5 separate regions of the Mus musculus genome follow, and regions 1, 2, 3 and 5 are each linked to region 4. A link is a contact called in public HiChIP or PLAC-seq and promoter capture Hi-C data. All regions are on one chromosome and are shown on one strand. The core of a region is the stretch at or near the end of the contact, and the rest is flanking DNA. Distances in the headings are between cores, read along the strand shown.

Region 1 (5,510 bases), core at 1,998-4,497, 1.7 Mb after region 4:
TGGGATCATGCAGGATTTGGCTCTCTATGTATCACATTTCACATAATATAATGTTCTCCAGGTCCATTGCTAATAAATGTGACATCACATAGTTGACAGGAATCCCCCTTCTTTGAAAGCTGAATAATATTCCACCTTTATATGAATACGTATGTGTTCATATGTATGTGTCACAATTTATCTGTCCATTCACCTTTTATTATGGTTGCAGTGTCTATGAACGTTGTTACAATGAACAGCAGGATGCTATTACCTCTTTAAGATGCTCTTTTTATTTCCTTTGGCTACATAATCAAATGAGGGATTGTAGGAGCACATAAAGGTTCTAGTTCTTAGGAACATACACACTATTTTTCGTAATAACAGTAATGATAGACATTCCCATCAACTGTGCACATGGGTCTGCTCCCCACATCCTCACCAACACTTACATATGTGTTTAGTAATACCCACCCTAACAGGTGCTAGGTGATGGTTTATTTATGTGTGCACATGGTACACATGAGTTGTCCACTCTTCAGTGTGTGGCTTTAAGACTTCAAGACCCAAACATTCCAAGTTGGATAAAGTAAATCAGACCTGTAATCATAGCACTTAGAAAGAGCTGAGGAAGATGGATTGTGGCACAGTCAAAACCAGTGAGAGCTATGCAGTGCGTCCCAGGCTAGCCTGAGTCATGGAGTAAGACCTTATCTTAAAAAGAGCCATGTGTCTTGTCTTTGCAGAATAAGATGTTTTCCTTATGAGACCAGGATCTACTTTGATGTGTGTTAGATTTAAAAACCTTCTCTATGTGTAATGGGCCTTCTTTATAAATGTGATGACTCCTCTATATGCAAATACTGACTGGTAGTTCTAAAATCAGCATGCGCACACCTAGTAGGGACAAATTAATGTTACTTATGGTTTCTGTTTGTCTTAGCAAAGTAATAGAGAATAGCATTTTGTCCAAATACCTGGGAATAGATTAAGTAAGAAGAATAAATCCAGTAATTAGTTTTGGAGTTGAAAGCAGGGTTGACTTCATTATATAATGGCTTCCAAAGGGAATGGCTGTCTTTCTTTTGAAGTTTGATTAAATGTGTGCCTAGGGAGAATATTCCACTCGGCCCTCCTCAGGGATTCCTTTCCACGGTGTGGTTTCCCTGGGGTACTTGGTACAGTGATCTGCTCTGCTTTCCTTCACAATTGTCCTGAGGCCCTTTGTGTTTTCAAACTGCTCTGCCACTGTTTTGTTCCTTAGGATTCACTTAAAAATGATTCCATGAGGGGATACCGTGAAGCAAGCACAGTTCAAAGGGTTTCTGACGAAACTGTAACAGAGAATTTGAACGTTGGTACATTGATAGGGTGTTTTCAAATTGTCCTTTTAAAAACATAGTCATGTCCAAAATTCAAGCATGCTTGAGAGAACACCAAGCTCAGCTTTCTCTCTTTGGAGACAGGGTACAGTCGACAGATGAAAGCGCACAATGGTCAGATACATTTACATTTCCGATAAACAGTTGGCTTGTTAGCATACATGTCTCAATAACCCCATAAGAAATCTAATTTTAGGAGTTCTGGGTTCTTATTTTCTAAATCTGGTACCTCTGGAACAGGAAGAAGATGTATTAATCACCCCAGAGCTGTGTGAACTGCAAGATAGATAGATAGATAGATAGATAGATAGATAGATAGATAGATAGATAGATAGATACATAGATACATAGATACATAGATACATAGATACATAGATACATAGATAGATACATAGATAGATACATAGATAGATACATAGACAGATACATAGATAGATACATAGATAGATACATAGATAGATACATAGATAGATAAATTGTAATCTTCACCCTTTTAAAAAGTTTTAGAAATTTATTTGAGTCCAGTTACAAGCTGCCCTCTGACCCTTACATGCCAGTCATGGCATGGGAGCACTCATCCACACACAATAAATGTATACGCATGCATATGTGCACATGCCTGCGTGTATGTGTGGTTATGGGTATACTGCGTGCATTCTTGCATGCGTGCATGAGTTGTGTGTGTGCACACACATATGTGTGTCTGTGTGTGTCTGTATGCGTGTGTGTGTGTGTGTGTGTGTGTTTGTGTGCGCACGCGTGTGTGTTCATGCACCTCAGCGCTCATGCGGAAGTCAGAGGACAACTTTCAGAAGTCTTCCGTCCCCTTGAGGCAGGGTCTCCAGTGTAATCTTCCTGGGTTGGAGCACCATCTTCGGAGATAAAATGCTACCTAAACTTAAGATCAGTTTATTGCTAGCTAGATTATACACAGCATCACTCCATCACCCAATATTTACCTGGAGACTAACTGGTATCGGGCAATGGGTGATGGGCAGTGGGTGCTGTATTTAGAGCAAAAAGATCCGAGGTTGAATTTCATCATTGACTGTAGCACCTTCGGCAAATTAATTCCTCAGCGTCTCAGATTCTTTGTCTACGGCAATGGGGATAAGACAGTTATTATAAGAGCCAAATTAGCTAATGTGCACAGAAGCACTCTGCTTTTATGAATGGCTATAAACAGATTATGACTTATTAGAGAGCCACTCTGATCTAGGAGTAGCCCGACCGTCAGATCCCAGCACGTGGGGAGAAGAGAAGGGATAGGGTCAACCTGAGGTATGCAGTGAAACCCAGGGGAAGAGATGGGGAGAAAGTGAAGGAGAGAAGAAAAAGAAGAAGAAAAAGGTGCCGCCAAAAGGTACCCTGGCTTCAGCTCGCCTTGAAGTGGGTTATTGTCGAAGCTGCACAGGGAGGAGCTCTTTCTCCAAATTTTCAAGGGCAGAATTCTTAGCCAGTAACCACAAGTAGTTATTTTACCATCCATTCTCTTTATATTTCAAAAGACTCGGGTTCAAATGTCAGTTCCAAGTCTCTGTTTCTTCTCATAACAAATGGACCAAATGATATTCACTCCACAGGAAGGAGGGCTAAGAAAAATAGAGGCTTACTTGGGGTTTTCTGTCTAGGGATGTGTGTTCTCATCTGTGCTCCTCCTGGAGTGTCCCCTGTAAGCCCCGGGGAGTGGATAGGCTTAAGGAATAGGCCTCAGTTTTCCTTGTCTTTCTTTGCTTAGTGGCTCTAAAATCAGAGCCCAGCAGGAGAGTCGTGGGAGAGGCCTTCTAAGATGGGGTCAGAAACGCTCAAAGCAGTATTACTACCGATCTCCCTGCACTCCCAAGACAATAACCTTCTCTAATCACTACCAGATTCCACATTCGCGCCAGAAAGCAGCAGGGAGCAGTTGCCTTGACCCGCCAGGGCCTCCAGCCCCTCCCCGCCAGACGCAGACTAATGCGATACAGACGTCTCCCTCCCAGCACCGCTCTCCCACCCGCAGTCCCTCTCCAGACGGACATCGCTCTTCCGAAGTCATTTTTTGCAGGTCACCAGGCCACTTTTCCACGAAGCCAGGGAGAAGCCTGCACCTCGGGACTTCCTAGCTACCCAGAGGGTATTGTATTCACTCCTGGCGGAAGCCAACTTCAAAAGGGTATCAGGCGGGGCTTCTCACTCATTTCGATGGTACAACAGTGACCTCCAGTGGCAGAGCCGGGAGACAAAAAAAATCTGCAACGTCTCAGAATATTCCTGTCCTCATAGAAGACAGTCTACAATAGGACACGATTTCTCTTGTAAACAGCGTCTAGGACGACGACGACGGTGATGGACTCCATAGTTGCTGAATCCAAGCAATCCTGCAGAGATAGCCAGTGGCAAGTTTCCAACCCACGATCTGAGCTCCATGGCCTATCATTTATTTAGTACAGCTCCCTCAGCTCTTAATCCACTCCAGACCCCGCCCTGGTGCCCAAGTGGCTTGTGTTAATTCCACTGCTAGAAATGACCTCTTCATCTCTCTGCCTGATAAAATCTTCGTGTGATGATGTCAGATGAGAACATGCCACTTGGGGACACTTTCCAGATCATCCCTCCTAACAGAATTGATTTTGTCTTCAAAACCAAATAGTATCAAGGACGTCAATACTGCTGAATGCATTCGGCTTGAGAAGCAACACGGTACAGCACTGTTGTAGGGACTTCCACTGCTGAGAGTTCTAGGTGAAGGATGGAAGGGTGTGGGAGTGTCAGGCACATCTGCAGCACCATGACACATGCCTGAGGAAATGACATAAGAGAGGAAGGGTTTATTTTGGCCCACAGATTTGTATCTTTCTGTCCACTGTCATTGGTATCTGTTGGTTCCAGTCCAGTGTTTGGTGAGGCAGAACATGAGGGCAAAGAGCAAAGTGGCCCTCCTTGGGACAGATAGGAGATGGGAAGGGACTTAATAAAGACAAAATACATCTCCTAATACATCATTAGAGGCTACTTCCTCCAGTGTGGCCTTCCCTCCTATCTCTACCAACTCCCATCATATTATGAGCTTGTGAATGGACTGATCTACAGATTAGTTCCGAGTCCTCAGGAACCAGTCATCTTCCCTTCGCTCGACTGTTGACTGTCGCGTTGAGAATAGAGCCCTTCACATGTGATCCTTGACAAGGGGCACACTTCATATGCAAATTATAATTACTGAGCTCAGAATGCTGCAGACTAGTGGGGTGTGCACAGGAAAAAACAACTGCCATCGAGTGTAGTAAGGAGTTCCATATTTGTCTCAAGTAAGAGTCATCACTCCAGTCAGGGGGAAGAAATGCAATCAGAGACTGTCTAAATAAATGGAAGGGCTTTGCTTGGGTATTTGGGGGCTGAACGGGAGTTAATGAGGCAGGTAGAATGATTTAAGATGGGGGAAGAAAAGAAAAGATGCTCATTTGGATGTGAAATAACTACCTAGAAGTGATTTCGTTGCGACAAGGGGCAGCCCACGCTGGCTGGATTATCTATCACTGGATGTTTTACAGTCAAGAGATACTAGGCTGGAAGACTACTGAAAGCAGGATTGGGATCTTCCAAACTGTTGGCTATATAACCCAGGGTCATCAATGATTGCTGAACTATAGCATGATTCGGGGAGAATAAGCTCACGCATAAGCTAGAGTGGCTCACAAAACAGGATAAAAATCAAAATCTGGTTTCTGCCCATTAGTGGTTCTCAGATGCACTGGCATACGAATGTATTGGTCAAATCTCATCCACTGGGATGAAGCTAAGTTATTGAGCTGGTGAGCAAACAGGTCAGGCACAGTGCCTCAAGATGGAAGGCAAAACCACAAGAAGGGCAGCTGCCCAGCCTGCAGTGTGGAGACAAATGTCAACGTTGCAGGAAATGAGATGCCCGACGGAAGAGTGGAGATCTCAAACCAAGTCTGTGAACTGCATCTTGCTGAAACACGACTCATTTTCGGTGTCCTCGCTCTTGAGAGGAAGTCCAATGAAGATGCTCAGAAGGTCTGGCTCTGAGATCCAGGGAGGATCAGAGGGACCAAAGGGGCCCCAATCTCCCTTCAAACATATGTTCTGAGCAGCTGGGGAATGACGGTCTGTTTGTTCTTCAGCGTCAGATAATAAATTCTGGCTGAA
Region 2 (5,069 bases), core at 1,132-3,631, 1.3 Mb before region 4:
GTCTTCAGAAGCCTTGGCTCGGCGAGCCTCTTCCCTCTGTAGAGCTGTGAGTATCGCAGAGCCATGCTCAGGCCTGACCGTGGATCTCATAGAATCAATCACCATAGCCTTGAACTCTGCTTCTCTTTGGGAACTTGGCAGTGTCAACCTCTTATGCAGTGTCTCTCCCTGGACCCTCTTGAAACCCACAGAGTTTTCATTCCTACAGAGTCAATAGTCTCTCCGTGTTCTGGCTACTAAAAAACAATGGCTTCCCGAGCTGCAGATTAGCTTCACGGTAGACTACTTACCTATCCTGAATGGGGTTGTGATTGCGTTCTCAGAGTCAGGGGGAAGAACAACTTCTTCATCAATCTTCATTGTCTAGCCCTTCCTCACAATCCTTGCCAACAGAGAATTAGCCCTGGACATAGTCCACACTTCCAGTTCCCCAAGAACCCAGAGATGCCACGTATGCCAAGGCTGCACGGATAGTTCTATGTCAACTTGACACAAGCTAGAATTATCAGAGAGGAGGGAGCCACAACTGAGAAAATGCCTCAGGCTGGAGAGATGGCTCAGCGGTTAAGAGCACTGACTGCTCTTCCAGAGGTTCTGAGTTCAAATCCCAGCAACCACATGGTGACTCACAATCTTCTGTAATGGGATACCCTCTTCTGGAGTGTCTGAAGACAGGGACAGTACACTCATGTACATAAAATAAATAAATCTTTTTTTAAAAAAGATTAGAAGCCGGGCATGGTGGCGCACGCCTTTGATCCCAGCACTTGGGAGGCAGAGGCAGGCGGATTTCTGAGTTCGAGGCCAGCCTGGTCTACAAAGTGAGTTCCAGGACAGCCAGGGCTATACAGAGAAACCCTGTCTCAAAAAACAAACAAACAAACAAGAGAGAGGGAGGGAGGGAGGGAGGGAGGGAGGGAGGGAGGGAGGGAAGGAAGGAAGGAAGGAAGGAAGGAAGGAAGGAAGGAAGGAAGGAAGGAAGGAAGAAAGAAAATGCCTCTATAAGATCTGGCTATAGTTAAGCCTATAGGGCATTTTCTTAATCAGTGAATGATGGGGAGGGCCCAGCCCATTGTGGGTGGTGCTACCCCTTTGCTGGTGGTCCTGGGTTCTATAAAAAAGCAGGCTGAGCAAGCCATGGAGAGCAAGCCAATTAGCAGCACCCCTCCATGACTTCCGTATCAGCTCCTGTCTCCAGGCTCCTAGCTCCTCTCCTGACTTCTTTCAATAATAAACAGTGCTTTGGGTGCGCAAGCCAGATAAACCATCTCCTCCCCACGTTGCTTTGGTTGTGGTGTTTCTTCACAGCAGTGATAACCCTGACTAGGACCTGTCATTGCTGCTGTCTCCTGAGGCTCCACACTCCTTACCCAAGCGGTCCTGAAGCAGCTCCTTCTCGAGCAGCACCAGCCTGTGCTTGGCCTCAGCCTCCACACCTGTCGTGGCAAACCACGGAGTCTTAGGCTACGCTGATCTCGCCCCTGCCCTGTCTTCCTCCCGCACTTTTTGCAGGATGGGGGAAGATCACTGATACCCAATGCCAAAATCTGACAAATTCATAGCCAAGCCTTCACTGCCTTGTACTTGGTGTGTGCTCAAAAGAAGGGTGAAACAGATGACAGAGGCAAAGGACTAGAGGGGGCTCCAGGGGGAGAGAGGCAGTCTCCGGTCCCCAGCCTGGCCGAATCTGAACTCAGGGCTCTGAAGAGGAGGGCAAGAGAGCCTCACTTTAGCCAACTGTGGTGTCAATGCCTAACTAATGCCAGGCATTGTGAGCACCAGGCTGTCCCAGCACTAGGAGGACTAGGAGGATACGTTTGAGGCTTGCCTGGGTTTCTTAGTGACCCTGTGTCAAAAGAACAAAAGACAAAACCAAAACAAACGCCCTCTGTCTTGTTGCCCAGGGAGCTGGATTCCCTCTAAGGACCTTGGTGTGGACATGGACATGCAGGGGCACTGGCCTTCACCCATGGTGACTCACCAGGACTTGAATTCTTTTTCTTCTTCCGTGCCTCAGCTTTTCTCCCCCTTCCTTTGGTTTTAGGTGGCATCCCGCTGTCCTGACGAAGGGAAGACCTATGTAGGTCAGCATACAGACAGGCTTTCCTGACTCTTACACTGAGTTGGTTGGGGGTTTCTGGAGCATCAGAGTGCCAGTCTCCCAGTGCATCTTACACTTCTATAGAAGCTTCATTTCTTGGTCTCTGGGACCCTTAGGGAGGGCTGGGATCACTGAGGGAGAACAATCCTATGTGCAGCAGTCAGCTTCTTAGAGAAACTTCTGGACATCCCTTCTCTCTCCCCAACTTGTGTACTCTCCTCCTTCCTACCTACCTGCAAGACTTTCTGTTGCTTGTGTGGTGTCTCCCTGGGAAATGACATGTCATGGGGACAGTAAAGAGAGACCCAAGTAGATTGAGTCTAGGGAGGAGCCTGGGTCCTGGGAGCCAATCCAAGGTGTAAAACTTCCTCAAGAGGTGGGACCAAGAACTGGGATGTTGGGTTTCTGGATACTGCACGTTGTCCAGGCAACTGGAAAACTCAGGCAGGTGGGTGAGCTAAATCAGCTCATACAAAGGAAAGCTTCTCTTTTTACCTCCATATCCTAGCCCTAAAGAAGAGGCTTAGGAGCCGAATAGCTATTATTCATGTCTACACAGGCACTACCTGTGGTCTGGAGACTCTCCAGGCTAGGAATCTACAAACTTGCAGTCTGGGAGAGCAGTGTTTTGCAAGACATAGGGAAAGCAGGGATAGCGGCCATCACAGCTACTTTATATCTGGAGGTTTCGTGTGAACACAGTGACATTATTTACTTTAAAACAGAAGGTTTGGGGGCTGGAGAGATGGCTCAGTGGTTGAGAGCACTTGGCTGCTCTCCCAGAGGTCCCGAGTTCAATTTCCAGCAACAGCATGGTGGTTCACATCCATCTGTAATGGTATCGGATGCCCTCTTCTGGTGTGTCTGAAGACCACCAGATACATAAAATAAATAAATAAATGTTTTGTTTGTTTTTTGTTTTTTGTTTTTGTTTTTGTTTTTTTTTAAACAACAACCTGAAGGTTTGCCTCAAAAAGGCTACTGTGGTGTGTGAGGGAAACATGTTCTGACACAGGTAGTTGAAAGGATGCTGACCCACAAAGAGGAACACAAATTAGACAAGAGTCTGGAGTTCAGCTACTTAATTTTGCTCAGCTTGTATTTCTTGGTGTATAAGTTTTGTAGCTCCTGAAATCCCCAGACGTCAGTGCAGTGTTTACAGGACTCCTTTTTCCCTCTCCAGTCAATCTTGCCTTCTCCCACTATTTCTTTATGAGGTTTAATCTGCAGGCAGGGGTTTAGCAGCCCCCAGGCTCCCTGCAGCATAAAGTTGCTTAGGGCTCCCTCTAGTGGACTTGCTTGACCGCCTGCACCTCCTAAAGTTTGCAGTTGGTAATTTCTTGGGCAATATTGGGGGAGATCCCCTTTACGGGGTGTTTTTTAGTATCTTATGTATAATTAAAATTTGATTGTTGGCAGAAAGCATGACGGGAAGCCCTCCCTCCATCTGGGAGAGATCCGTCTGGACCTGTGCCATCTCTGGGCACCATAATGTCACCATACATAGAATTTAAACAAGCCTTCCTCCCTGTGGATTATGGAACCTACAGATCCTTTTTAGGCATGTCTGTCCATTCTAGTCCCTGAAAATGTTGGTCAGTTGCATATTATTAGAAGCAAATCTGCCGAAACAGACACAAGATGTGGGACTATGAAATCACTTCCAGAGCAAGCGGAAGGTCAATACCTGTTTTATTTAACTCCGTAGCACTTTAGATACTGTAAGAGAGAGTTTTAATTTTTATTTTTGATTATGTTCTTTATGTGTGGGTTTGTGAGCACAGTGCCGGGGGGCGGGGGAGGCTACAAGAGAGCTTTGGAGTCCCTTGGAGTCGGAGTTACGGGTAGTTGTGAGCAGCCCACCAGTGTGGTGCTGGAAACCAAATTCGAGTCCTCTTCATGAGCAGGACTCACTTTTAACTGCCGAGCCATGTCTCCAGCCCCGGCTCTGGACACTTTATAGAGCAAAGAGTCCTACTTGTCGTTGTGATGCTTACAGCCCCTGTAACGTAGGGCTGGTGACCCCGTACACAGGTCTCAGATATGGAGAAATCTCATTTTTCATCACGTTTTCATTTATTCTTCCTTTAGAATCTCCGGTCCTTTCCCAGGAGCTTCTCAGGGACTTCTTTCCCTGAATCTCTGTCACTCACGTTTGTGCTTGGAAGGACACATTGGGGATGACAGAACACAACCTAGACCTCATGTTTTAGGAGATCGTGTATTTTACAAATGAGTTCAGTCAACTGACTCTCAGGTGCAGGATCAGGATGTGGTTTGAGGTCAAGGTGAAGTGGAGAAAAAAAAAGGTGCCATGTGTCACGTGATGAACTGGTCCCAACGGAACCCAGAAAGGGGTTGGCGTTGTGCTCAGCAATTCAGCCCCTCTTTAGAAAACAAACCAAATAAAAACTGTGAGAAAAAGGCCAACCTTCCCTTCTCTTTTTATTGACTTCAGTTTAGAAGCGACGATAGGAAAGATCGTTTCTGATCTCACTGTCTCTGTTAATTTTTTTTTTTTTTTTTTTTGGGCTGGGGAAGCTGGAGAAATGGGTCAGTAGTTAAGGGTACACGCTGCTCTTGGAGAAGACCCATTCAAGTGCACACACACATTCAGATTGTTAAAATTAAATCTTAAAAACTTGTATTACATTTAGTGTGTGGTCAGAGGACAGCCCATGGGGACTTGGTTCTATCCTTCTCCCATGTGGATCTGTGGGATTGAACCCAGGTCGTTGAGTCTGGCAGCACATACCTTTACCGACTAAGCCATCTTGTTGGCTCCCTGTCCTCCTTTGAATAAGATCTATCCAGGATGGCTTCTGTTTGCTTGTCTTTTGAGAAAGGGACTTACGTGTAGCTCTGACTGACCTGGAACTCCTAGATTGGGGCCTCTACCTCTGTTTTTTCAGGGCTGGAATTAAAGCTGTGCACCACAGCCTGATCTGGACAAGAGTATTGAGGAGAT
Region 3 (5,541 bases), core at 357-2,856, 1.8 Mb after region 4:
CATTGATAGAAAGAAGTTCTTAGCAAGAAGACAGTACATACCTAGGACATGGGTGCAGGTTTCTCAAGAGAGAGTCACTTCAGCATCCGGCCAAAGCACAGACAGAATGAGCCACACATGCACAACCCTAAGGACAGCACCATTATCTAGTGAGGGCTCACTAAACTGGAGCCGCTGTTCTGTGCACAGCTTTGGATGCACAAAGTGCTGCCATAGACAGTATTTTCTCTTGATTGAAATCCAGATCATCTGGCTCAAGCCCAGATATCTGAAAAAAAAAAAAGACTTTAGAATGCTGGGTACTGTCCAGTAGACTTTCCTGAACACATCCCAAGGAGGCTAGTCTATGGATTATGGTTTTCTAAGCTGCTTCCAACCACTGCCTTAGCTAGACATTTCCTCTGCTGGGAAGAAGAAACTCCCCCACCTAGGAAATGTGAATTGCCCTTGGTCTCTTTCATAACACTAGGCAGAAATATGCAAATTCCTACCCAGGCTTCCTCTGTCTCACCTTCCCACTTCCAAATGCCACGGATACTCTGAAGAAACACCAGTGGAGGATGGGAGGTCAGGGGATTAAACTTTCATTTTCTTGGGTGCCTTATAAAGCAACATTTAAAGCTATGGCGAGGGCTTTATCCATCTTGGTCACCCTCCTCCCCCTTCCCTGCACTCTAAGTAGGCAAGCAGGAAAGAGCTTTAGTGCCTGGGGAATCTGGAGCTACCGACTACCCCTGTATAGATGGGACTACGAGGATGTTGGGGGTAGAGGTAACCCATTTGGGGGAAGAGGTGACCTGTTCGGGGCACCACGGGGAGTCAAAGTTCCATCTCTTCACGCTGGAGCTCTTCAGTTTTCCTCTGTCCCTCTGAGCTGAATTTTCTCATCTCTAAAAAAACGAGGCTATACAGGTAGGCATCCTCAAGGGCGCCATAAAAGGCCCATGAGTTAATTCAGCCATTATGCTCAGCACAATCATGGGCACACAAATGGATCCAATAAACATTAGGTATTATCATTGTCGTCATCATCATCATCATCACTCCCCCCGCCCCCACCCCCCCACCCCGAAAGAAGATCTGTGCCTCTTCTATTACACCAAATGGGATTGGTTCTTGATTGAGAACAATGCCTTTGTCTCCAGGTGATCAAGCTTTAACAGGCAACAGCAGTAATGACTTCTGTTCTTTGAGGTGGAGGTTGCTGGTCCTACTGGGGTGGGGGTGGGAGCTCACTTGTGGCTCCTATGCAGCAGGGATCCCGACTCCCGACTCAGAACCCTTTTATAGACAGGGTGCGCACTCACTCATGAAAGTCAGCTCTTTCCATTCGGAAGTGCTATAATTAGTGTCCTTTCTCTGTTCCTTCTCCTTCTAGCTCCTAGCCTTTCATTTCTCTGCTTCCCCTCCCTTTTTTCTTCCCCTTTCTCTTCTCCCTTCCTTCCTGGCCTTTGCCCTCTCAGGTCCTTCCATTTCCAAGAATCAGAGGCCCTTTTCCAGAAGTCGCTGTCCAGTCAGTCACTGAGGGCTGTGAGGTACTCGGCCTACAGTGATGTAACAACTTTGTAACTTTAGCGAGATCAATTTGAAGTGACACCTTTTCCCGGGTCTTATGGCTTAGCCTTCTGGACCTCTCCTCCATCCGTGCAGAGGGTTTCCATTACTGACCTCGCCAATGATCAAATGAAACGTGAAATGGGCTATTCTGAAGCCCGGAGGCCCAGATGGATCGATATGCAAGCCAAGGGCAGAGCTACGGCTCTGCGAATCCAAGCACACTGGCCTACTTCTGGAGACCTTCTGTCTAGAAGCAATTCCTACTATGGCTGGCTGTAATCCAGCCAGCCCAGCTTGGGCCGGCGCGGGCGCTTTAAGAGAGGGGCGGGGCCCGGCGCAGGCAAGGCAGGGCCTGCCCACAAGGCTGCTTTTCCTTTTTGATCCATTCAAAAATTACTCATTGCAAATTCCCGGACAGCTCGGGGAGGAGAAGCTGGTGGGGCGGAGGACAGAGAAGGCTGCAGCGGCGCAACGCTGGGACTCCGGGACCCCGCGGGCTGAGGTCGGACCCGCAGCAGCCACCGGCCCGCGCCGAGCTCCAGTGGCCTCTCCAGGAAGCGTCAGTCTCCGCCCGGAGATCTGGGAGCACCGCCCCCACCGTCCTCCCCGGACCCCCAGTCCCCGGCGCGCGGGCGATGGGCGGCCACTGAGCGGGCACTCGGCACCGCGACCCCAGCCCTCGGCATGGCCGCGCGCGAGGAGCTGTACAGCAAAGTCACCCCGCGCAGGGACCGCCTGCAGCGCCCGGGCACAGTCAAGCATGGGTCGGCGCTGGACGTGCTCCTGTCCATGGGCTTTCCCCGCGCCCGCGCGTAAGTCACCCGCCTGGGCCCCGCGACCCTCGACTTCGCTCCGGCTCGCCATCCTGGCGCTGCCTGAAACCTGCTTAGGGGAACACGATGGGCGCGCTGGCGGCGGGAGTGTCGGGCTAGGGGATTGCTTGGGGATGCTGGACGGCCGGGGTATCAGGTTCGAATCCCGGGTTTCGCTGGTAGCTCTGGGCGGTTCGCGCGCGCTCCCCCAGAGGTCTCTTATATTAAGCCCGGGAGAGGCGGGTCCCTTGGAGGACTTGGATCCCTTATCCATCCAGAGTGGTGAGCTGTTTGGGAGCGGAGGTTAGGGGTCGGTCTACTGGTGGCTGGCGAAAGGCGAGGGGCAGCGGGGCAGGGTGGCCGGCGCCCCCGCTGCAGAGGCTTCCAGCTCCGGATGTCGCTCTTGAGCTCCCGGCTCCCTCCGGAGTGGGAGGAGCGGGAGCGTGGGTGTCGCTGCGTGTTCATTGATAAGAGAGGATGGAATGGGAAGAAGTGATTCCTCCAGGGGACCAGGGTTCTCGTCAGTGGTGACGGCAGCGCAGAAAGCTGTGGGTGCTCAAAAGTATGGGGCGGGGTTGGGGGGGGGGCTGCCCTCCTGCCTCCTCCTTCCTTTCCGAGGGTGGGCAGGTGAAGGGCAAGAGAGCACAGGTGGCTGTAGCTGTAGCCTTCTGGGAAGAGCAGGGTTGCCAGCGACAGCCTGCAACAGTTCTCTGGAGCCGGTGCACACCAGGGCAAGGGGCTGGAACCTCTCCTGATAGAAAGCCGTCGCCTTCTCTGGTTAATTCCTGGCTTGCTTATTTCCTCGGTGGAGACACAAAGTTCGGGATGGTGGCAGGTGCTGCTCTCTCTTTCAGTTACGTCACCAGAATTGAAGAGTTGGGCGAACTTAATCAGATAGGGTCGAGTCAGTAAGTTCGTTCTTGCCTCGGCTTTCATTCACGAGGTAACTCCAGGTGTCCTAACTGGGAGCCTTGTTTCCTTACTAACGTGGGGGAGGTCTAAGGAGAGAAGACTCCTATTCAGGAATGCATCGTCCTAGCCAACCTGCTCAGACAGGCTGCAGTGCTGTTTGGCCCGCTCCGTGAAAGGCTACAAAGTGGACCGAGACCTCTGCTTTCTGCTGACTTCCAAAACACTACAACACCTGGAGAAGATATGAAGGGTTTTGCATGGGGTGCCAAGTGGGGGTCCTCCATGGAAGGCCCTGAGGATGGGTGGCGATCTAGAGCCTCCTGAGAACCAGAGCGGAGTCCAAATGTACTGTAGAAGTTGCTTAGTTCCAGGCAGCTGCCATTCCTGAGGTGAGATCAGAATCAAGGACCCAAATTGATTAAATAAACGAAGAAGTGGTTCAGTGGGCTCTTTATGTGTTCATATTTGATATTCAGCGGGGCTTTAAGGGAACAGTCTGTTTCCTTCTGTGGTCCTCAGAGGCCTTGCTCCGGTCATGACAGACTAAAATGATGGCTTGATTAATTCTTCTTTAATCCCTGAGACCGCACAAGAGCAAGATTACTGTCGACATACTACTGAGGCTTGGAAACACTTTATTTACATTACCCAGCTTAGTGAAGACATATTCCATGCCTGTTTTATGACCTAGGAAGCTGGGGTTTAAAGAGGTTATACAACATACTTAGGGTCACACTAGTTCGGAGGAAAGCAGAGACTCAAACCCAGGCCTGCTGTCTGCACTGTCAGACCTCAAAGGAAGAGCCATGAGGTTCTGTGTGGATGTAGACAGGCACTAAGTCGGAACACTGTATCTGTTTCTATCAGCTGCTGGAACAAACAAATGGCTATAGGCTGGATGGCTTTAATCAGCAGAAATGCATTCTCTCCATATTCTAGAGGACAGATGTTCCAAGTTGCTCTCCCTGGGGTGAAACTGTGTTGGTGAGGTTGTTCTCACTCTGAAGGCTCCAGGGGGAGAGCGTCTGGTGGCTCATGGGAATTGTTTGATTGTGGCTACCCCATTTCATTCCACCCGGTCTGTATCCCTAATTGTATTCTCTTTGCACTAAACCCTCTGGGTGTCTTTTATGATACATATAGAAAACTCTCTGTGTGTGTGTGTGTGTGTGTGTGTGTGTGTGTGTGTGTGTGAGAGAGAGAGAGAGAGAGAGAGAGAGAGAGAGAGAGAAAGAAAGGCAGGCAGGCAGGACAGCTTATGAAAGTCTAGTTCTCTCCTTGTATCACATGGGTCTCAAGGAGCAAACACAGAACAGCAAGCTTGATGGTAAGCTCTTGATACAATCAACTCCAGGTCCATCCCTGTCATCAGCAAATGGCAGGACTCTGTTAGTTTTCATGGCTTAGTAGTATTCCACGAATGCATAAGATTGCCCTGTGGTCTCGTGGGTAATCCGGAATAATTACCCATGTCAAAGTCACTCCTGAACGTCATAAGGTCATTCTTTTTTTTTTTTTAATTAGTTATTTTTTTATTTAAATTTCTTTTTTTTTCCATTTTTTATTAGGTATTTAACTCATTTACATTTCCAATGCTATACCAAAAGTCCCCCATATCCACCCACCCCCACTCCCCTGCCCACCCACTCCCCCTTTTTGGCCCTGGTGTTCCCCTGTACTGGGGCATATAAAGTTTGCAAGTCCAATGGGCCTCTCTTTCCAGTGATGGCCGACTAGGCCATCTTTTGATATATATGCAGCTAGAGTCAAGAGCTCCGGGGTACTGGTTAGTTCATAATGTTGTTCCACCTATAGGGTTCATAAGGTCATTCTTGTAAAGTCTTTTCTTTGAGACATAGGCACCTGGCAGTGGTGGCTCACCCATTTAATCCCAGCACATGGGAAGCAGTGGCAGACAGCCTGATCTAGAGTGAGTTCCAAGACAGCCAGAGAGAGCTAAACAGAGAAAAACCGGTCTCAAACAACAAAACAAAACAACATCCCCCAAACCAAAACCAACACACATACACACAAACCTGGAAGGGGCGGGGGACCATAGATATCTTTTGGAGAGTCATTAGTTAGCCTACCACAAAGTATTTTACTGTTTCTGTTATTGCCTCCCTTCCTTTATCCAAGAGGAAACAGAGAAGCTCTAAGGAAGGGAGGTGGGAGGTGGGGTTTATTGCTCTTAGCTAAATTTCTCCTAACAGGAAGTGGTGTTCTTGGTGTCACCTGACCAAATTCAGTGTCCTGAGCA
Region 4 (5,674 bases), core at 1,244-3,743:
CACCAGCTAATCAGGATGGCCAGGTACACAGAGTTCTGTCTGTCTAGCCCAGCATGGGAGCTGGCAGTGAGTGATGCTTCAGGCAAGAGGGCTTCGTTTTCCATCTCCTCTGCTTTTACCATTCAAGATGTGAGGCAGCTCTTGTTGTCTGATCTCTCCCTACTCTCCAGAGGCGATCTGGACTGAGCTTCCTGCTTCTAGAAGTTACCTGGTATGGGGTTGAATTTGGACAAGTGGTACTGGCTACGGAGGAATAGAGAGAGAGTCCAAGCATTGGATATCTCATGTCCACAGCTATGTGGATGGGGATGGGGAGAAAGGGCAGTGGCTAGGGCATCGCTAAGTAAGGATGAAGGTGGGCTTTTCCGGCACTGGTTTGCAAGGTCTCTTTGCTTCCATGGGCAGAGACTTAAAGAAGACAATCTACCCTCACAGGAAGTGAAGAGACGGGAGTTTTCACAAGGCCGCAGGTTACCAGCAGGTTACAGGTTACTAGTCTTAAAACCAACCCCTCACACCTCCCTTGGCTCATAGAATGAGCTTCCAAGGCCAACGAATACGAAGAAACGTTTTTCATATTGAATTATCTTCCTGTCCTAACTCTTAAACCTCTATGGGCGTGCTGTTGTTGAATTCTTCCAGTAGACTAAGAACCATGCATGTCACTCTGAAGTCACCAGGGACTGTGAAATAACTTATCCTGCTCACAGGGATGCCCCTCACTGCTGTCAGCCCAGAGCAGGTTCTGCATACACTACCGATACCGTCCTCTCACTCACGCTAACAGGTTCTAGCATTCCAAGGCAGGGAAAGGCGCTGCAGTCACCTCAGGATAGGATAGGAGTGTCCCACAGATCACCTTCAACTCATTCAGAAGGCAGGGTAAGGTCCACCTTGCCAAGTTGATGTGAAAGCCTTTGGGAATGGCACTTGAATAAATGGTGTAGTCTTGACACAGGATAAATGTTAAAAAAAAAAAAAACTGGACTGAAGAAATGGAATCCTATCCAATATGGAAACCTTTGACCTGTGCTGAGGCAGGTTGGATTCAACTTAACCTCATGGATTGGTTTTATTAGGTCAGTAGAAAGTCAGGTAGCTTGTGTTCCTGACATCCGTCTGACAGTTGATTGAGGAAAGACCGAAGGGACTGGAGCTATCCAGAGTGGCCGGTCCTGTGCCAACAGAGCACTCATAAAGTCCAGTCTGGGAGAGGAGGTGGGAGAGAGAACAGGCTCTTACAACCACAATCGCCACCCCCCCCAGCCCCCCAAGCAGGTAACTCAGCTCTGCTGCCCTCCCGGCATGATATAGGGAGTGTCAACAAATATCCTGTAGTCCGTGTATATTGTCCTCCCAGGCCCTAGAACCAACCAAGAATGCCTAGAACAGCCCCTTCGTGGAGACTTTAGGGTAAGCAGGTGGTTAGGTGTGAAGGAAGAGTGGGAGACGATTGGGAGGCTGGCTTAGATGCTTTCCGGGTTTGTCTACGGCTAAGACTCTGGGTTTGAAATGAGGAACTAATCGGTTTGAGGAAGTCACTTGACCCCCTGAGGCCTCCTGCTCCTCTGCCCTCTCCTTTTCTAGCCCCCCACCCACCCACCCCAAGGCTGCTATGATGTGGCCAAATGATCCCTCAAACCAAGTAGCTTGGTTCTCTCTTGGTCCAGCCCCCAGCTCCTGGTGAAGGCTAGGTCTTTCACCTTTCCTAGGCCGAGGTTTCCTTATGTGTAGCATAAAGTGACAACTTCTCCCAGGAGGTCTGTGTGCACAAACCAGTAGACTTCCAAACGTGAGCTGTGGTTCTTCGGCCTCCTGAAACATTGTGGTCTATCTGGCCTTGCTAAAGCAAAGCTTCACCCAGCTCCGCGCCACCACCGAGGAGGCCGCAGTCTCTACGCCTCGTCCCCTAGGTCTGGCCCCTAAAACGCCACCAGGAGTCGCCCTTCGCCCACCGAAGCAGGCCAAGCTAATAACTCCTGCGGACCAGGGCGGGCTGCCCCTTGGCGCTGGATGGTGAAGTGTACCCCAGCTCCTCACTTGGGGGTCAGTCCTCTGCAGCGCCCACCCGGAGCCCCCCCATCCCCGGCCCGCCGTCTCCCGATCGTCCGGATCAGGGAAGCTGCAAGTTTGGCTCTGTCTGTTCCGGCCTCCCCGCCTCGCCGCTCGGCTACCTAGGTCCGGGTCCCCAGCTAAAGACCCCGCCGGCGAGCGGAGACTCCGGCGGCCGCGGCCCGGAAGGGACGCCCCCTCCCCGGCCGGCCGCGTGCGGGACCGCCGCAGTTCCCTCACTGCCCGCCGGGCGGCGCCTCAGCGCCTTTCCGCGCGCCTCCCGCGCTGCCCGCTCCCGGCTCGCTCGCAGCCGGACACAGACTCTGCCTTCGGCTGCTGGCGGATCGAGCTGGAGCCGCCGCCGCCGCCGCTGCGGAAGAAAAAAAAAAAAAGAAAAAAAAAAAAAAAAGGGAAAACAACAGCCGGGCCGCCGGCCGAGCAACGTCGGGTCCCCAGCTTGGCGCCCGGAGTGCGGAGCCGCCCAGGTAAGGGCAGCAGCCCCCGCGCCGCCCCCGACCGGCGCCCTACGCTGTCTCCCCGCGCCCCCCGGGGCTGCGCCGCACCCCGACTTCTGACGTCTCCGCCGCTAGCTCCCTCCGGGCCGCGGCCCGCACCCTGCCTGGCCCCGCTCCCGCCTCCAGCTGCCCAGTCCCCTGCACTCTGATGCCTGCGACCCCGGATTCTCCGCTGAGCCCCCGCCACCTTGCCCCGTACTTCCCCTAGTCTCCATCCCTGCCTGCTTCCCCCTGCGCCTCCTCTCCTCCGCTCCGATCCTCCTTCTGTGATCCTCCCTCTTCCCAGTCCAACTCCCAGCCCAGCCTCTGCCCCCTGCAGGGATGACGGCCCCTTCCCGACACTGGCGATTCTACCCCGCCTCGTCACCCTCGGCTTCTCCTACGGGCCGCTCTTGCCCGCCACAGTCTTCCATCAGACCAGCCCGGCTTCTGAGCCCCCTTCTCCCTTCCCTCTTTGCCATCTGTCTTGACCACCCCTGCTCGGGCCCTGGACTCCGGCCACCACCACACCCCCAACCCTGCACGCCGTCTTGCTTTGGGCCAAGCCAGCGTCCTATCAGAAATGACCCTCCTTCTTGCGACTAATGGGCCTCTTAGCCATCCCACCCTAGTTCACCCGAGTGGGAAGTAAGGGAAAAACTCTGGAGACCTGCATTGGGCGCTGGAGGGGGAAGGGGATCAGTGGAGGGGGAGGGGAGCTAAGGAGATGTTCTTTAGTGAGGACCGGGCAGAGCCGGAGTGGTTCCGACCCAGCTTGGGGTGGAAGGCGCCCTGGTGACGGCTGGGACAGGGGGTTTGTCCAAGGCGCCAAGAGCACCTGTGCCTCCCTCCCTGGGCTCCCTGGAGCTGAGGAAAGTGAGGGAGGAGGTGGAGCCTGGGGAGAGTTGGCCCAGGGCTTTGGGGTTGGGGGAGGCGCGACCAAAGGGATAGACAAGGCACGCGGGCCAGGTTGCCTGGCTGTAGCCAGGCTATGCAGGCTGAGCTGGTCCCCTCTTGGACCTTGGGCTGTGTGGTTCTTGGCATCTGTACTTGATGCTGCCATCTTCCTCTTGGTGCTGTTGTCTGGTGATGCCACGCGGTGCCACCTCCCTGCCTCCCTCCAGTGGCTCTTCTGGGCATGTCTCCCAGGGGCCTGGGCTGTCTGGAAAGAGGAGGGGAACTCTGGCTGGGCCTGGCCACTGTGCCTGACAAGTAGGTATCTCTTGAGACCAGGGCAGGAGGGCTGAGGGTTGGCCAAGAGGATCTGAGCCCTGCCAGGGACAAAGAGAACTATCTTCTTTTTGGCTCCAGTGGGTCGTCTGGTGGTAGTGTCCCTTTTGGGAGCACCTGGAAAAGCTAGCCTTGTAGTCCCTGGGTCAGAGCTGCAGGGGTGTGGCTTGAGAGGGAGCAATCCTGTCTTGCTTTGATCCTGGAGTGTCCTAGTGGTGGCAAGGGGCTGGAGAGGTCGGCTGAGTTCCAGCTCTGCCAGGGAAGGAAGCCCCTGGAATTCCGCCGGGCCTCTTCAGGCTGGCTTTCTTTGCGGAGGCCGTGGCTCATGCTTCATCGTTAATCAGGTTTATTATTTTCCTCACTGGCTGGATGTATTCCTCAAGGTCGTGACCCTTTAGAGAGTTAATCTAATATGCACACGTTACAGTGTCTGGGTTTGTTTAATTTTCCAGATTATGTTCATTTCTTGTGGCCTGGGCTTGCCCACCAGCCTTGCGTCAGTCTCCAGCGCCACCCTCTGTTTTCCTGGACCTGCCACTTGAGACCTGAAGGCAGGGTTGGTTCTAGCAGTGGGGGACAGAGTGGGTTTGATGGACGGGGGGAGTTGGGCTTTCATGTTTTCCCTTTCTCCAATAGACATCTCAATCTTGACGGAAGCTTTCTCAGCTCTGAAAGTTTGTTCTAAAGCCTTCCAGTCTGGGCTCCCTTAGAATGCAGAGAGAACTTTTGCATGACAGAGGGAAGTGCATTTTTTCTGGAGGAGCTGCAGCTGCTCTCTAGAGACTTCAGTTCCCAGAGATAGGAAGAGGGTAAGCAGGCCTGGGTGAGCCAGAAAGCCCAGTGCCCAACAGGAAGCCAGAGTCACTGACGAGGAGGGTAGCTGTGCTGTGCTTTGTGCCTGGAAGAGGCGTGTTGGTCCTACCACAGAGTACTTGTCCCTTCTGAGTGACAGCCTTCTGCAGGCCTCTGGATGCTGCACAGCCGGCCCACTTCATCCTCAGTAGCCTTTGCTGTGTCTGCCAGCAGCCAAATTGGTTGGCCCACAGGAACTGAAGCTCAGAGAACTATACTTGCCCCAGCAGACTCTGGTTCGTAGTCCAGTGCTCTTGCTCTGGGCTGCCCGGAAAGCCCCTCCCAGCTTATGCTTCCCGTTCACCCTTTTATTAATGGAATCTCCCAGCATCAGTGTAGATGACCACTTTGGTCTCCAGAGCGGGTCCCTATCTCAGACACCCTCCTCATCCGTGGGCTACAGGATACAGAACACAGGCTTTTGCTTAGCACTGATGGCCCTCTGTATGTGGGTCCCGGCATCATGTCACATCACGGCCTCAGGAGTGAACTGTCTATCCCTCAGCACAGGCACCACATGGCCTCATTCACACCATTCTCCTTTCTGCCCTGTACAACCACTTGAGTTGCTAGAACCTTCCATAGCATGGAAGAGCAGAAACCCTAGCTGCTAACTGGAGATACACCTGAGTTCTTATCCCCATAACATTTCCTGCATGACCTTGGCAGAGCTGCCTAACCTTTCTCTAAGTTTTGTTCTCCTCACCTGTAAAACCTGGATGGGCTCTGCTTTGTAAGGCTGCCGCCAATGGATTTGGTAGTCGAGGTTGGGCATCTGGGATGTATTCCCGGTATGGCCCCTCCCCCTCTTTCCCTCCATAGGCTGTGTCGGCTACTAGCCTTGCCAGGTGTTGAGACAGATCTGTCCTTGCACATGTCCCTACCCAGACAGTGGATCCCTGAGGGGCAAAGCCTTTGCCTGATACCTGCTCACATTCTCTCTCCTCCAGTGGTGCAGGGCTGCCCTTCAGCCCCTGTAACTTGGCTCTGTTCATAGTGGGGAATGTAAAAGCTGTATGTTACTTAATTATAACATTTTGCTACCT
Region 5 (5,698 bases), core at 2,757-5,256, 1.1 Mb before region 4:
GGATTTTCCACTGTAAGTGAATGAACATGAAGCCCAGTGTAACCCGAGCTGCCGCAGCACTGATCGGCTGGGAGATGGTGAGAGAGGCCTCTATTTCATCTGCTCTGCCAAGCTCTGTGTGTCCCCTGGTAATGGCACAGGCTCCTGGGCCCCAACCTAGTGGCGGACATATCCCCGAGCCTCCTTCCCCTAGCTGTTGTTTAGCCCACTCCCCAAGGGTACCCACACTAGGTGAGTCGGGTTGAGGTGAACCTTGTTCCCTTGAGGCAGCCAACCACCTGGCATCATCAAGTCACTGTCATCAGTCACTGTCATTTCCTGTCGCTCACGCTCACGTGAAGGGCTCCCTAACCTGCCCAGCTAGAGGAGGGACTTAAGCCTCAAGAATCCCAGGCACTCCTGGCCCTGGAGGCAGAGGACCGGTGATGCACCACATCTTAGCCGAGTTCTGTCTGGATCTGCTCATCTTTCTGAGGCAAAGGCCTGTCCGCATCTGTGGTTCTGTCACTGGCCGCACTTACCTCCTCTACCCAACTAGACACTACATGGACACACCCCAAACAGCACTAAGTCCCTTTTCTCCTACCCAAGATGTTCAGGTCAGGTCAGGGGGAGTCCCAGTCAGTCTCACTAGCTGCTTGGGAACGTCCTCAATGGTGACCTCAGAGCTTCCCAAAGCTGCTTGCTAACTGTATCAGAATGTGCTGACCCGAGGAGTAAGAGGTACGAGGGATGCCCCGTCACACCTATGACCCTTCCTCCTGGCTGCTTGGATCCCTTGCCACACTCTCTGGCCACAAGTGTCCACCCTGGCAGATGTGGAGAAAATGGCAAGAGGTATACATTTCTGCGTTATGCCTCTTGAGCCCCGAGCCTGACCCTCTGACCTGGTGCTAGAACCCCTTTCTATTAGAGGCTGGTTGATAGCAACCCACTTTTATCAAAGAATCCTCTCTTTGAGTTCGGGGGAGGGGAGTCCTGTAAAGGAATTTGTGCAAGTCTCCATTTTTCTTGCGTTTAGGAGGTGCCCAGAACTTGGGAGGGGATGGGAGATGAAGAGGTAAGGTGAAGAGATCAGAGATGAAAAAGATCCTGGTTTGTGGAGAAGTGGTGGGCCCAGAGGGCTCACTACGGGATGTTTTTTTTTTTTTTTTTTTTTTTTTTTTTTTTTTGACTTGGTGTTAGGAAGGATGGCTATCTCTACAAGCCCAAGAAAAGGCAAAGAAACAGGCTTCCTAGAAGCAGAAGGTAGCCTGCAATTTTCTTTCCCCTCCTCATGCCCAAGTACCCCTCCTAGGGCTCCCTGCTCTAGAGCGTCCTCGCTCCCCTCCTTTAGGGCTTCAGTTGTCCTCTGTCCCTATACCCTGAGGAGCATTTGGTTACAGCACTCACCAGGTCCAGTGGGTGGCCTCTCAAATGCTCCCCCCCCCCCACACACACTGAGGGCTTACTTAGCTGTCCTTGAAGCTCAGACACCAAAGAGAGAGCTACTGACCTGTGTTGGGGGCACTGGATGGAGCCTGGGGGCTTCTTTCCCCGAAGGGAAAAGACTGCTGTGTAGCCTCCAGAGGCTGGAGTCTGACCGGGCCTGGGTAATCCGGAGCTCAGGTTACGCTAGCTAGATATATATAGTATCTTATCTGACCTCTCCGAGATGGCAACTCACTTGCATTCCAAGCCCCAGGAGAATTAAAGGGGCAGTGACAAGCCCACCGTCCACCCGATGCCTAGTGGCTGGAGGAAAGTTGAGAATGAGCTAGAATCCTGGGAGGGAATATTTGGAAATAACAGGAAGGATCAAGGGGATGGGGGATGGGGGGCAGAGGGCTGGGGATAAATTTGAGTCCCAAACATGGAGAAGGTGGATTCTCTAGCGCTGTCAGTCACAGGTTGAGCGAACAGGAAGAGGCCAAACTGCTAAACCAGATGCTAGAATTTTAAGATGGGGAGGACCTAGCTCGTCCTATGGACATGGACAGAGGGGGTGGAGGATCAGCACTTGGGTTTCAGTCCACTACTGTTTTTAAGGTGGACTTGTAGGTCTAGGCCTGAATTCTTACTCTTTCCTGTATTGGATCTAAGATAGCTTGTGAGGATACTCAGGTCTCTGAATCTTAGCTATGTAGTTTGTAAAACATGAATAATAGAACTAGCATGGTGACACATGCCTTTATCCCAGCACTTGGGAGACAGAAACAGGCAGATCTCTGAGTTCAAGGACAGCCTGGTCTACAAAGCAGATAGCCAGGGCTACACAAAGAAACTCTGTCTCAACAAAACCAAACACAAACAAACAAAAAACCACAAAGGAACAAACAAACAAACAAAACCCATGAATAACAACAGTCGTGACTATGTCTCACAATGGTGAGGATAAAATAATAGTTTTAAGTCTCCTCGAACATAGCAAGAGTACAACAAACGACAAGCTTATTGGCCGTGTTCACTGTCAAGTCACTAATGTTAGTTGTAGCAGGCAACCCTAGAAGAAAAAGGCCTTGGGCCACCTTTCAGGAAACTGCTGATGGCAAATAATATTCCTGCAGTTTTCTGAAACAATCCACGTCCCCCAAATGGAAAGGTCAGACAGACTTTGCCACTTTCCCAAGGCGACAGGCCAAGCCTACTTGGGCTCCTTTCCCCTTTGCTCAGAAAAAAAAAAAAAAAATCAAGTGTGGCTTCCTTGGGCTGCCAGGGAATGTTTGGCTCCAGAGGAGCAGTTCCAGTCTACCTGTTGGAGGGCTCAGGGTTCCAGGGTGTCAAAGGCAGGCTGGACAGGGTCATGAGAGGACCATCGTTCTGGCCTCGGTGCACCTGTCTGCTCCCAAGAGGAATCTTCTGCTTCTTGATGGCTCTCCCTGGAGACTGGAAGGCCCGAGGGCTGGTGCCTCCACCCTGTCTCAGCACAAGGTACTGACTCAGACTGGGTCCTGGTGATGCACTTTGGAGGACGCCCTCATTCCAATCCTCATTCCAGAGCGGCATGCGCCTACAGCATCAAAGAGTAGGGGACATCCCCCACCCCAGGCCATCCATCAGTTCTCCATGCCTCTTGTTTTGTGGTTTGATGTGTGTGTGTGTGTGTGTGTGTGTGTGTGTGTGTGTGTGTGTGTGCAAGCTTATATGCCCGTGTTTGGGGGAGATAAGCAACCCCTACTAGAATCTTCAACTCAACTTCATTCTCAAAAGCTCTGGGGTTAAGAGCTAGGAGTTCTCTTTTCTCTGGAGAGCTAGAAACGGTTGACCAGGACTCCCCTAGGCAAGTTGCATGTCAGAGAACATTGCATGGCTGCTTTTGCTTTGGGATTGGTGAGAATTTCAAAGTTGCCTCTTTCTGATTTGGGATTGGTGGAAAATTTTTCCCTTCCGCTTAACTGCTAGCTTCCCCTAAGCCCCTTCCCCCGCTTTGGAAAACTGACCAAGAGATAGCCCCGGGATGTTTAACAACAGGGAGGTTGTTAGCTGCACACACACGTGGGGAGAGGGGGGTGTCAGGGTCCAGGGGTCATTCTCGGGCTACACAACACACAGGGCGGGGAGACCTGTACCCGCGGTTACAGTGTTTCCTCAGAACACATTGATCAGCACACAGATGGCTCTTCCTGGCACCCCGAGCTGGCAGCTGGCAGCCCCTCTCATACACTGGCACCCACAGCTGGAGTCTCCCCCTCCACACATCTGGCCCTCGCCCTACATTTCTCACGTCCAGACTGCCCAGGCTGCCTTTGACACCCTACTTTCCGAGTCTCAAAGCTGGTACTGACCCTGGCTTTTTCCTTCCCCGACCTGCGACAGGTGGCACGTACCTGCCTCTTCTCGGAGGATGGACGAGTCGAACCGGGCACAAGCATGGAGCTGCGGATGAGTCCTGGCTGGTACTGGCGCGGCGCAGCGAGCAGTGGCTGACGCAGAGGGCTCCCTGGCCTCGCTCGGTGCCTGCCCGCCTCTCCCCCACCTCCGCCGGGGGCCCAGAAAGGACCTCCCCGGGAAATCGGCGCCACCCAGCGGGCAGCAGCCTCATTGCGCCCGGGCCGGCCAAACCACACCCCGCGTTTGCGTCACTGATATACGTCATGGCTATTGGCTTGTTCCTATTGTTGCGTCAGTAGAGCCCCGCCCGGCGCGCATCTCCCAGGTAACCGGGTATATACAGAGAACCACGTGGAGAAAAAGCACGCCTGTTTGGAGCCGGTGGCGCAAGGAAAGAAGTGGACTGGAATCTGATAGGTCCTGGCGCTGGGAAGACTGAGACAGAGGGTCACTTCACGGGAAAAGGCAACATTCCAGCTTTCAGATCTTAGAGAAGGCTTTCCTACCGGGCTGGGAATGTTCTATTCCATAGACTCTTTTTCTGCCTACTTTTTTATTTTATTTATTTATATTTAAAAATGCATTTATTTAAACAACCATGTATATCTCATAGCAATATTTATAGAGCCCCATAGGTCAATCAATCAGGTAAAAAAAGATTATGTCCATTCAACACACTATCAACGTACATGACTATTCAAGTGACGCATTCTATGGGCTACTTATTAAGTACATTACTAGACATGGTGATAAGTACTTTGCATATATTAGCTTTCTCATTTAATCTTTTTAATGGTCCTGTAAAAGAACCACTATAGTCATCTATTGCACAATGTAGCTGAAGCCTAGGGAGACCATGTTCAAGTGGTAAATAAATGTCAAGTGTCTTGTACATGTCTACTAATGCAGTTCGCTTAGGTGACTACTGGGAGGACTTAGCCCAAGAAAGGATAGCATTTCATCTAAGCTATCAGGTTTAGAATAAGAAAAAAAGATGCAACTTGTATTTTAATTTTAAGCAAATGACTTTATTTTTAATCAATTAGTTATTGTGTGCAATGGTGCTTTGCTTGCATGTATGATTGATCCCCTGGAGGTGGAGTTACAGACAGTTGTAAGCTGCCATTTAGATTTTGGGAATTGAACCCTGGTCCTTTAGGAAGAGCTGACAGTGCTCTTAACTGCTGAGCCATCTATCCAGCCTGCAAACTTGACTTCTAAGAGTTATTTATTGTTAAATTAGATAACACCCCCTAAGAAAAATCAGAGTTATTCTTTTTTAAAAAATAATTTATTTTTATTTTATGTGCATTAGTGTTTGGCCTGTGTGTATGTCTGTGTGAAGGTATCAGACATTGGAGTTACAGACAGTTGTGAGCTGCCATGCGGTTGCTGGGAATTGAACCCAGGTCTTCTGGGAGAGCAGTCAGTGCTCTTAACCATTGAGCCATCCATCTCTTTAGCCCCTCTTTTTTTTTTTTTTTCCTCAAGGCAAGGTTTTTCTATGTAGTCCTGGAACTCACTCCATAGTCCAGGCTATCCTTGAATTCACAGAGATCCACCTGCCTCTGCACCAACTCACATGGTCTGAGCTCCAAATGTGCATGTGCACACAAACACATAAACAAAAATCATAAAAACAAAATACAACAAAAGTGAAATGCTAACCCTGTTAAGTTTCCTCTTAAAAAAAAAAGGGCCAGGGCAAATCTTGATATATTTTCCCCCTCTTGATTATTTTTTTAAATTTTTATTTAAAAATTAAAAAAAAAGATTTATGTATATGAGTACTCTATCTGCATATACACCTACGTGCCAGAAGAGGGCATCAGATCCCATTACAGATGTGGTTGCTGGGAACTGAACTCAGGACCTCTGGAAAAGTAGC

The links. Promoter capture Hi-C pulls out the DNA fragments that hold promoters and counts their contacts. HiChIP or PLAC-seq counts read pairs in DNA pulled down with a chosen protein or histone mark.
Region 1: a contact with region 4 is called in an H3K4me3 HiChIP or PLAC-seq map of embryonic limb bud, with 14 times the contacts expected there. The contact joins the enhancer-like site here to the promoter of Grik4 in region 4. A contact is called at or near these places in 8 of 39 promoter capture datasets (the 3T3-L1 cell line, the C10 cell line, frontonasal cranial neural crest and 4 more), 2 of 15 datasets of contacts at CTCF or cohesin (embryonic stem cells and large pre-B cells), 7 of 484 Hi-C or Micro-C datasets (B cells, cortical neurons, embryonic limb bud and 3 more), 6 of 115 datasets of contacts at active chromatin or transcription factors (astrocytes, embryonic forebrain, embryonic limb bud and 3 more) and 3 of 9 other capture datasets (embryonic stem cells, embryonic tail and embryonic trunk).
Region 2: a promoter capture Hi-C map of liver shows a contact between it and region 4, with 4 times the contacts expected there. The contact joins the promoter of Ccdc153 here to the promoter of Grik4 in region 4. A contact is called at or near these places in 2 of 39 promoter capture datasets (both in liver).
Region 3: a contact with region 4 is called in a promoter capture Hi-C map of stem cell-derived epiblast-like cells, with 9 times the contacts expected there. The contact joins the promoter of Ubash3b here to the promoter of Grik4 in region 4. A contact is called at or near these places in 2 of 39 promoter capture datasets (pre-B cells and stem cell-derived epiblast-like cells).
Region 5: a promoter capture Hi-C map of liver shows a contact between it and region 4, with 5 times the contacts expected there. The contact joins the promoter of Usp2 here to the promoter of Grik4 in region 4.

Annotation. Positions count from the first base shown.
Region 1 is chr9:41,226,933-41,232,442 of GRCm38.p6, reverse strand. No RefSeq gene overlaps it. Among named protein-coding and RNA genes, the nearest start is that of 1700063D05Rik, 24 kb to the right of the region's middle. RefSeq lists an enhancer at 1,898-4,541. Within about 2 kb of position 3,247, at least 215 of the 459 cell types and tissues checked have an H3K27ac peak or open chromatin away from gene starts, as enhancers often do. A contact at or near this core is called in B cells, astrocytes, cortical neurons and 9 more, where this site is marked.
Region 2 is chr9:44,237,989-44,243,057 of GRCm38.p6, reverse strand. It overlaps Ccdc153 (coiled-coil domain containing 153), which reads right to left and starts at 2,381. Exons shown (of 7, transcript NM_001081369.2): 1 at 2,335-2,381; 2 at 1,982-2,060; 3 at 1,371-1,436; 4 at 1-44. The coding sequence starts at 2,051.
Region 3 is chr9:41,154,127-41,159,667 of GRCm38.p6, reverse strand. Ubash3b (ubiquitin associated and SH3 domain containing, B) reads left to right here and starts at 1,606. Exons shown (of 14, transcript NM_176860.6): 1 at 1,606-2,369. The coding sequence starts at 2,242. Gm35657 (a long non-coding RNA gene) reads right to left here and starts at 1,025. Exons shown (of 8, transcript XR_870644.1): 1 at 42-1,025.
Region 4 is chr9:42,941,190-42,946,863 of GRCm38.p6, reverse strand. It overlaps Grik4 (glutamate receptor, ionotropic, kainate 4), which reads left to right and starts at 2,493. Exons shown (of 21, transcript NM_175481.5): 1 at 2,493-2,537.
Region 5 is chr9:44,065,329-44,071,026 of GRCm38.p6, reverse strand. Usp2 (ubiquitin specific peptidase 2) reads right to left here and starts at 4,006. Exons shown (of 13, transcript NM_198092.2): 1 at 3,807-4,006. It overlaps Gm39325 (a long non-coding RNA gene), which reads left to right. Exons shown (of 3, transcript XR_870690.2): 2 at 1-12; 3 at 3,796-4,702.